2 separate regions of the Mus musculus genome follow, and region 2 is linked to region 1. Evidence: chromatin contacts called from public Hi-C data. All regions are on one chromosome and are shown on one strand. The core of a region is the stretch at or near the end of the contact, and the rest is flanking DNA. Distances in the headings are between cores, read along the strand shown. Region 1 holds the start of Kank1 (KN motif and ankyrin repeat domains 1). Region 2 overlaps Kank1 (KN motif and ankyrin repeat domains 1).

Region 1 (3,808 bases), core at 841-3,340:
GAATTGTCTCCCCAAACCTTGGCTTTCTCCCCATCTAGACCCTTCCTCTTCCATCCTCCCTTGTAAAAAATGTCTCCTAGTTCCAGGACAGCCAGGGCTATACAGAGAAACCCTGTCTCGAAAAACCAAAACCAAACAAACAAACAAACAAACAAGAAAGATGTCTCCTGAGCTCCAGTACACATAAGATCATCAACCTAGTTTTTGATGTAGCAATGCCTGTAGTTTCTTTGTAGCCAGTTTGGGCAACATTTTTTTTTAGACTTTTTTTTTATATATATTTTTATTAGGTATTTTCCTCATTTACATTTCCAATGCTATCCCAAAAGCCCCCCATACCCTCCCCCCCACTCCCCAACATTTTTTTAAAAAGTACTTTTAGGCACTGGGAGTGGAGCCCAATGGTAAAATACTTATTTAGCAGGACTGAGTTGGAACCCCAGTACTAAAAACAATCCTTGCTTTTAAACTTGAAGGGTCTTTCCCCCCCCCCTTTAATCTCTCTCCTTTGTGCACTTGCAAGCTCTGATTTCTGTAGTCTTTCCTTGTCTCCTGTCGCTCCCCCCAATTCCACCCCCTCCTCCCAACCCCCAACCCACACCCATCTCCAGAACTCACTTTTGCCATAGTAACTCAGTCAACTAGCACGACCTGTGGAGGAGGCAACCCTCGCTCAGAAAGATCACCAAAGGCCCCCGTGGAAGCTAAATGAATTCCCAGCTAAGTGAATGTCTGCACGGGCAGACAGACACTCCTCCATCCTCACCCTTTTTAATCTCCCCAATCAACTGACACACTTTCCCGCAGCCGCCCTGCTCAGCACTTTCCCAAAATTTAGCTGTAAAACAACCGAAGGTTGATTACGTGTCTTCTCACTATCTATCTATCCCTCTTACCCGAGGGAAGAGACAGAAACAGCAGCCGCTCGGTCCCGGAGATGGTTTTTGTGGAGAGGTGGGAGCGTTGTTGATGGCATAATTTTATTATTATATGAAAAGCCAATGACTCATGAATTTTAAAGTATATTGATGTGTATTACATCCAACTTTTAAAATAAAACTTAAATAGATTAAACATTGAAGAGCCCAACAACTTACTGGAGAGCGATGCACGAAATGAGAAACAAGATAACTAAGTACCGCATAAAAGCCAACTCTAACAAACTCGCAATTAACGCAAGGAGGCTTTGGTTCCCAAGTAGCCCAGGTGACAACCAAGGTCACTGATCCGGGGGATTGGCATTCCTGATTAGTCTTGGGCTCTCGGTCTGATTCCATACTTTAATTAGACGAACGGAGAGGCACCTCGGGAGAGAAGTGCAGAAAACAAGCGCTGGGGGACGCCACAGAACATTGCCAACGCGAACAACGAGGCCTGCGCCGGGTCAGCCGCGCGGAGTCAGCTCAGGCCGGACCGCCCGCGAAAAGTTGCCTTTGAAAGTTGCAAAGGGACCTGGTGAGGGGGGATGAGACTCACCAGCTCCGCGGCTCCCGAGCGCGGGGTTTCCCACGTACCTGCGCGACCAAGTGTGCCCCGGGACGCTGCCACCCGTCCTGCTGGACCTGACACTGCAGGTCCTCAGGAACTCAAGCAGGTCCCGGAGCTTAGGGCGGCCCCTAAAGGCCGCACCCACCCCTCCCCCACGCCCAGACCCTGCAACACCAGCTAGGGCCACCTGCCGCTCCGGGACCGGGATAAAGGAGCACTAATCGCCGCTTCCTACTGCCAGAGGGTACACCAATCTTACCCTGGGACGCCTCGGAAAAGGGCGCTGCACTGCACTGCACTGCACTCCGGCTCCGAAAGGACGGCTTAGTATCAAAGGACCAGCGCGCCCCACTCCAGGTCGGGAGGCGCCGCCCCCTCGAGCGCCAGCGGTGATCCCAGGCGACTGCTAGCCAAGGCAACCCCACGGACCTTCCCAGGGCAATCTCAGGGCCAGTGTCGCCGTGCGCTCCAGCACGCGCCAAGAGTGTGAGGCTGGGCACCCTGTTGGCTCAGGGTAGAGTCGGAGTTCAGGCGCCCCAGATCGTCCCTGCAGGGGACAGGAGCGCAGCGTTGCCACTACTCACCTCCAGCGCCGCGAATCTGGAGCTGGCACAGGGCGGGCGGCTCGCGGGGAGGGACCGAGAAGCGCTGGGCGGGGCCTCGGGCAGCGCCAGACTCAAACCCCAGTTACACTAGATCGCGGAGCAGAATCCTGCAGTGGCCGTGCAAGAGTAACTTGCGGCTGCCGGGAGCCACCGAGTGCAGGGACACAAACCGGCTGCAGCTCTAACCGAGAAGTCCGCAAGGCACCGCGCGCTCTTTGTACCCGAGAGCCGGCCGTGGAGAGCCCAGTGCGCCTGCGCGCCGCCGCGACTCTCCTAGGCGCACCTCCACACCACTGGTTCCTACCCGCCCGAGCGACCCTCCCATTCGCCCTGGAGGGGGTTCGGTGCGAGCAAGTTTTCGACCTTGGGAGCTGGGCGCGCCAGGAGCAGAGTAGCACCCTAATAGCGCCTGTTACCGGGCGCCGTTAAGACGTTGGCTTGGGAACCTGAATGGAGTAGGAGACTCGAGGTTTCAAGTCCGCTCTGGAGCCGATGGAAAGTTCCAGCCAACTAGCAAGCCGCAGGGACCTAGATTCATTCCTTCCAGCACTCCTAGCAGAGTGAGGAGTCTGGAGTCCAAACTGACAAGGCCTGGCTACAGGGTGTGGAGCACAAGAAAGAAGTCACTTGTCCCTAAAAGCTTCATCAGAAGAAAGGGCAGTAGATCCACAAGAGATGAGTTGGGAACTGAGGCACAAGTCCTCTTTCAAGAAGATGGCCAAAGACAGAGAGTCCAGTGATCAAAAACAACATAACTGCTGGGGAACATAACAGAAGCCTGGAAGCCGGGCAGTGATGCTGCATGCCTTTGGTCCCAGCACTTGAGAGGCAGAGGCAGGCGGATCTCTGAGTTCCAGGCCAGCCTGGTTTACAGAGTGAGTTCCAGACAGCCAGGGCTACACAGAAAACCAAAAAGAGAAGAAAGGGGGTGGGGAGAAGAGGAGGAGGAAGAGGAGGAGGAGGAGGAGGAGGAGGAAGAAGAAGAAGAAGAAGAAGAAGAAGAAGAAGAAGAAGAAGAAGAAGAAGAAGAAGAAGAAGAAGAAGAAGAAGAAGAAGAAGAAGAAGAAAAAATCTGGAGCGAGGAGGATCCTTTGCTAAATAGCAAGTTCCAGGCCAGGCTGAGCTATATGAAAAATGGGTATTGCTAAAACAACCATAAAGACAGATTTGAAGGTTCTGATCGTCTCGATTGTTTCGTGCCCACTCCACCACACACACACACACACACACACACACACACACACACACACACACACACACAGCACCCCTTCTCCTAGACCAGACTGTTAGAACAAGCAAAAGGCAATGGGTAACAGAGCAAAAGGTCTCCTCCTGGGAACCTCAGTTTCTACATGGGTTAAGAGGGTCCTTGGATTCAGTAGATGGTGTGGGAGACACCACTCATACAGGATAATTCCTGAGAAACGTGCTTACAGGGAGAGGATCGGAACCATGGGATTCCTGTTTTTCAAATGTCCTCACCTGGCTAGCTAGACTGCTCAGTCAGTGGGCTGTAAGTTCAGGAAGACTGGCTGCCTTAGTAAATAAGGTGGGAAGCCGTCCAGGAAGACATCTGACTTCAAGTTCTGGCTTCTACATGCTCACATGAGTATATATGTTCATCTGCACACACTAGTGTGCCTACACATGAACATACATACATACACATGCAAAAAAAATAGTTTGTAATGCCTACCCCTCCAGAATTCCAAGTC
Region 2 (4,096 bases), core at 281-2,780, 49 kb before region 1:
ACCTAGGAACTCCTGGGAAACTCTGTGACCTCAATTTCAAAACACATAAGTGAGACTGTGTCACGCAGCCCTCATCGCGGAGAAGTCATGAGGATCAAGAGGCTGAAGTTACTGCTACCTGTGACCCAAGGCCTCAGAGACTGAGGCAGGGGGATAACAACTCAAAAAAGGAAAGGAAAGAAGAAAGGAAGGAAGGAAGGAAGGGAGGGAAGGAGGGAGGGAGGGAGGGAGGGAGAGAATGAAAGGGAAAAAGGAAGTATTGAAGGAAAAAAAAGCAATCAAAAACAAAACAAAACAAAAAACTTGCTGTCCTACAGCAAGCAGGCCTCAGTGTCCAAAAATAATTTTATTATATTTTATTAATATTATATTTTGGGTTTGTTTTTGTTTTTTCAAGACAGGGTTTCTCTGTATAGCCCTGGCTGTCCTGGAACTCACTTTGTAGACCAGGCTGGCCTCGAACTCAGAAATCCACCTGCCTCTGCCTCCCAAGTGCTGGGATTAAAGGCGTACGCCACCGCCCGGCTTAATATTATATTTTATTATAAACTGTTCAGTTATAAATGCTCCTGAACACACCTGAGTCCATAGAGGACAAGGGATGCAAACATCTAAAGTGCTTTTTACATGAAGCACCCGTAAGTAATGATTTAAAAGGACAGAGAGAAGAACAAAGCCAGCTACAAATAGCTCGTTCTGGGCTGGATCCTAAAAAAAAAAGTAACAATACAAACAAACAAACACAAACAACACAACCCACAAAAAAGTGTGTAAGCCATCCAACTGCACATACTGTGACCAAGAGAAAGCACCTCCTAAGACTTTCCTTACCGACCCTTTAACTGACAGTGAGGGAGAAGCCAGGGCAAGATACAGGGCAGATTAGCCAAGGATGGGACTGGAAGATTTTTTTAAAAAAATGAGATCTTGGCTGAAGTAGGAGACAGGCAACATTCCAAGTTTCTTTGACTTCATTCAGTGAGCCTTTTCCTTCCTTCTTGTGGTTAACATTATAATGCTTAATATTATAATTAGAAGACCAAAGCACCATTTACAAAGACGTCGCTTCAGGATCTTTCACACTCATACTGGGTAGCTGCAAGTGGGGCTCCATGCCTTTAATTCCAACACTCAGGAGGAGTTTAAAGCTATTCTAGTCTAAATGAGACCCTGGGTTAAGAAAAATAAAAAGTAAAAAAGCTTAAATATACACTGCGTTGATATTAGCACTGTTGTTGAATACTCCTTTCAATGCTGAGGACAGAGGCGTGAACAGGCCTGAACTGTTAATTCACCTGAGCCCAGACCCTTAGCAATCGCATAGCCCCAATCTGTTCTTCAAGCAGGGAAGAGCCCGTTCCTATCTCAGGGCCTTTGCAAATGTCCCACAGTTATGCCTCAGAGCACCTATCCCAACCTTCACACACAGCAGATGCTATTAATCCTCTGGTGCCAGTCACCTCTCAGGGAATGCTTGTGTGGTCTAGGCTAAGCCATGGGCTCCCATTTCAGGGTCTCTTTATTTATTGCCCATTAGTCATGCTGTCTAGCGTCCTTGTCGCCACACTGCAAGCTGCACAGGGGCTGGCACCATGCCTGTCCTTGGCTGTGCTTCCAAAACCAGGCTCAGGGTCTGGTGCACAGAAGAGAGTGAATTTTTAACAGTTCCATGCACTGTCTTCCAGAGCAGGCAGCTAATTTCAAAGTGCCCGTCAGATTCTCAGGCACGCCATAGTGTCAGAGTGAAGCCTGCCAACAATGGTCTGGTTTCCAGAAAAAGGAAAGATAAGCAGGTATGAGCCTTTTCATTGAAATAGCCAGCAGACTCCAGGTGAAAGAGCCTAAGAACCAGGCTTGAGAGCTGACTCAGCAGCCAAGAGTGTGTGTGTGTGTGTGTGTGTGTGTGTGTGTGTGTGTGTGTGTGTGGAGGGTGTCAGGGGGTGTTGGTGTTGTGCTCTTACAGAGAGTCTGGGTACCTTTCTCAGCACTCACTAACAACCATCTAAATCCAGTCCACAGGATTTGACACTCTGTGGCACCAGGCATACCCAAGGAACACAGACATATATGCATGCAAGTACTCATTAAGAGAAAATAAAAATGAGTAAATCTTGTGGGGTCATGGTGTCACATGCCTTTAATCCCAGGACTCAGGAGGCAGAGGCAGGTGGATCCTCTGTGAGTTCAAGGCCAGCCTGGTCTACAAAACGAGTTCGAGGGCAGCCAGTGCTGTTACTCAGAGAAAGCCTGTCTCAAGAAAACAAAATGAAACTATAAATCACAATAGCCTAGTATATAGAATCTGGTCCTACACCTCATTGTGTAAACTGCTATAGCTCCCAGATGGACAGCCTCATGGGGGTGGGGATGGGGTGGGGGTGGGGTCACACTATGTAGCCCTGGCTTGTCTGGAAGTCAATACAGATTCCAGGCTGGCCCTGAACTCGGGTCTATCCACCTGCATTGCCTCTCCTGTACTGGGATTATCATGAATATTTCTCCATTTCCATACTTCCCAAGGAGTGACATGGCTTTCCCCCATGGACATAAGTCTCTTTCCCACTTTCCCCTTCTGCTCTCCAGAACTCAATTCTCAAGATGCAAGAGACTGAGGAGACTGGACAGGCATGGACTCCTAAAGCTAAGACATCCAGAAGACATCGCTCCAGAGTCAGGGGGAAAGGAGAAGGAAAGTAAAAAAATACAAGCAGCCCAGCGAAAGAATGGAAACAAAATCGGGTAGAAAATGGAAGAAATTGCCAGGCAGTGGTGGGTCACGATTTTAATCCCAGCACTCTGGAGGCAGAGGCAGGTGGATCTGAGTTTGTGATCAGCCACTGAGTTGAGATCAGAACTACAGAGTGAGTTCTAGGACGGCCAGAGCTATACAGAGAAACACTGTCTCAAACAAACAAAACAAAGAAAAAGAAAAAGAAGAAAAGAAAAGAAAAGAAAAGAAAAGAAAAGAAAAGAAAAGAAAAGAAAAGAAAAGAAAAGAAAAGAAAAGAATGAATGCACTAGGATCCAAAGGGAAGGCCACTGCGCTTCCCACCCTAACCCACCAGCTCTCCTGAGTCCAGGTCACTTCCCTGGCTTTAGGAGAAGGTGGGTTATCTGTTCCTGGGGATTAAGCTCAAAGATGATACTGCTTAAGGTCTGCAATTAGGCTCACATTCAGTTGTAGGAAGAAGGGGTAGGCTAGAAACATTGTTAAAAGGCAGGCTCCGGGGATTTTTTAATAAACATTTTAACAGCTTGCATTAAAAAAACAGTTAAAATGGAAACTTCTGCTTAGAGTTATTAATATCTAAAACCAACACTGAAAATTACAGCGGTCACTAACGAAGGCTGTTTATCCCAACTGCTTCGGGTGTGCACGTGAGTGAGCAGCACCCATGTTTCCCAATAGGTTTGCAACTCTGAGTATCTCAAGTCCTATTTGATGGTATCAAGACTCTAACATTCCACATGCACCCACACAAGAAAGCCAAGTCCTTGATTCCCTGATGTCAACAGCTTCAGAGAAAAGACTAAAACCCACCAAGTAGGTTTTTTACCAATGGTATTTCTTCTTCTTCTTCTTCTTCTTCTTCTTCTTCTTCTTCTTCTTCTTCTTCTTCTTCTTCTTCTTCTTCTTCTTCTTCTTCTTCTTCTTCTCCTTCTCCTTCTCCTTCTCCTTCTCCTTCTCCTTCTCCTTCTCCTTCTCCTTCTCCTTCTCCTCCTCCTCCTCCTCCTCCTCCTCCTCCTCCTCCTCCTCCTTCTCCTCCTCCTCCTCCTCCATGTTTCCCTGGGGACCTTTGTCCCCACTGCTTTGTGTGTGCCACCCCCAGCCCCAATTAGGCATCACTAGATCCTCTGGAGGCCCTGAGGAGATGAAAGCAGCCCCAGGAAGAACCAGGCTGGCTTCCTCCACACAATGATCAGCCACCTGCACAGGGATTTAGTCCCCCCACTTCCTGGTTCCTATGTCCTGGAGTCACTGTTTCTCAGAGTCCAGAGAACAAGGAGAATGAACAAAGGGGCCAGGTGGCTGGGACAGAGGGAGGAGAGGGACTCTTCCGTTCACACACACACACAAACACACACACAGAGCGAG

The links. Hi-C and Micro-C count contacts between places; a contact is called where the count stands out from the background.
Region 2: a contact with region 1 is called in a Hi-C map of myocytes, with 1.5 times the contacts expected there. A contact is called at or near these places in 4 of 484 Hi-C or Micro-C datasets (embryonic stem cells, forebrain, myocytes and 1 more), 8 of 130 datasets of targeted methods (cardiomyocytes, embryonic stem cells, intestinal crypt epithelium and 3 more) and 2 of 9 other capture datasets (adipose tissue and pancreatic islet).

The regions. Positions count from the first base shown.
Region 1 is chr19:25,235,257-25,239,064 of GRCm38.p6, reverse strand. It overlaps Kank1 (KN motif and ankyrin repeat domains 1), which reads right to left and starts at 2,090. Exons shown (of 14, transcript NM_181404.6): 1 at 1,748-2,090.
Region 2 is chr19:25,283,770-25,287,865 of GRCm38.p6, reverse strand. All of the region lies in intron 2 of Kank1 (KN motif and ankyrin repeat domains 1), which reads right to left. Among named protein-coding and RNA genes, the nearest start is that of Kank1, 49 kb to the right of the region's middle.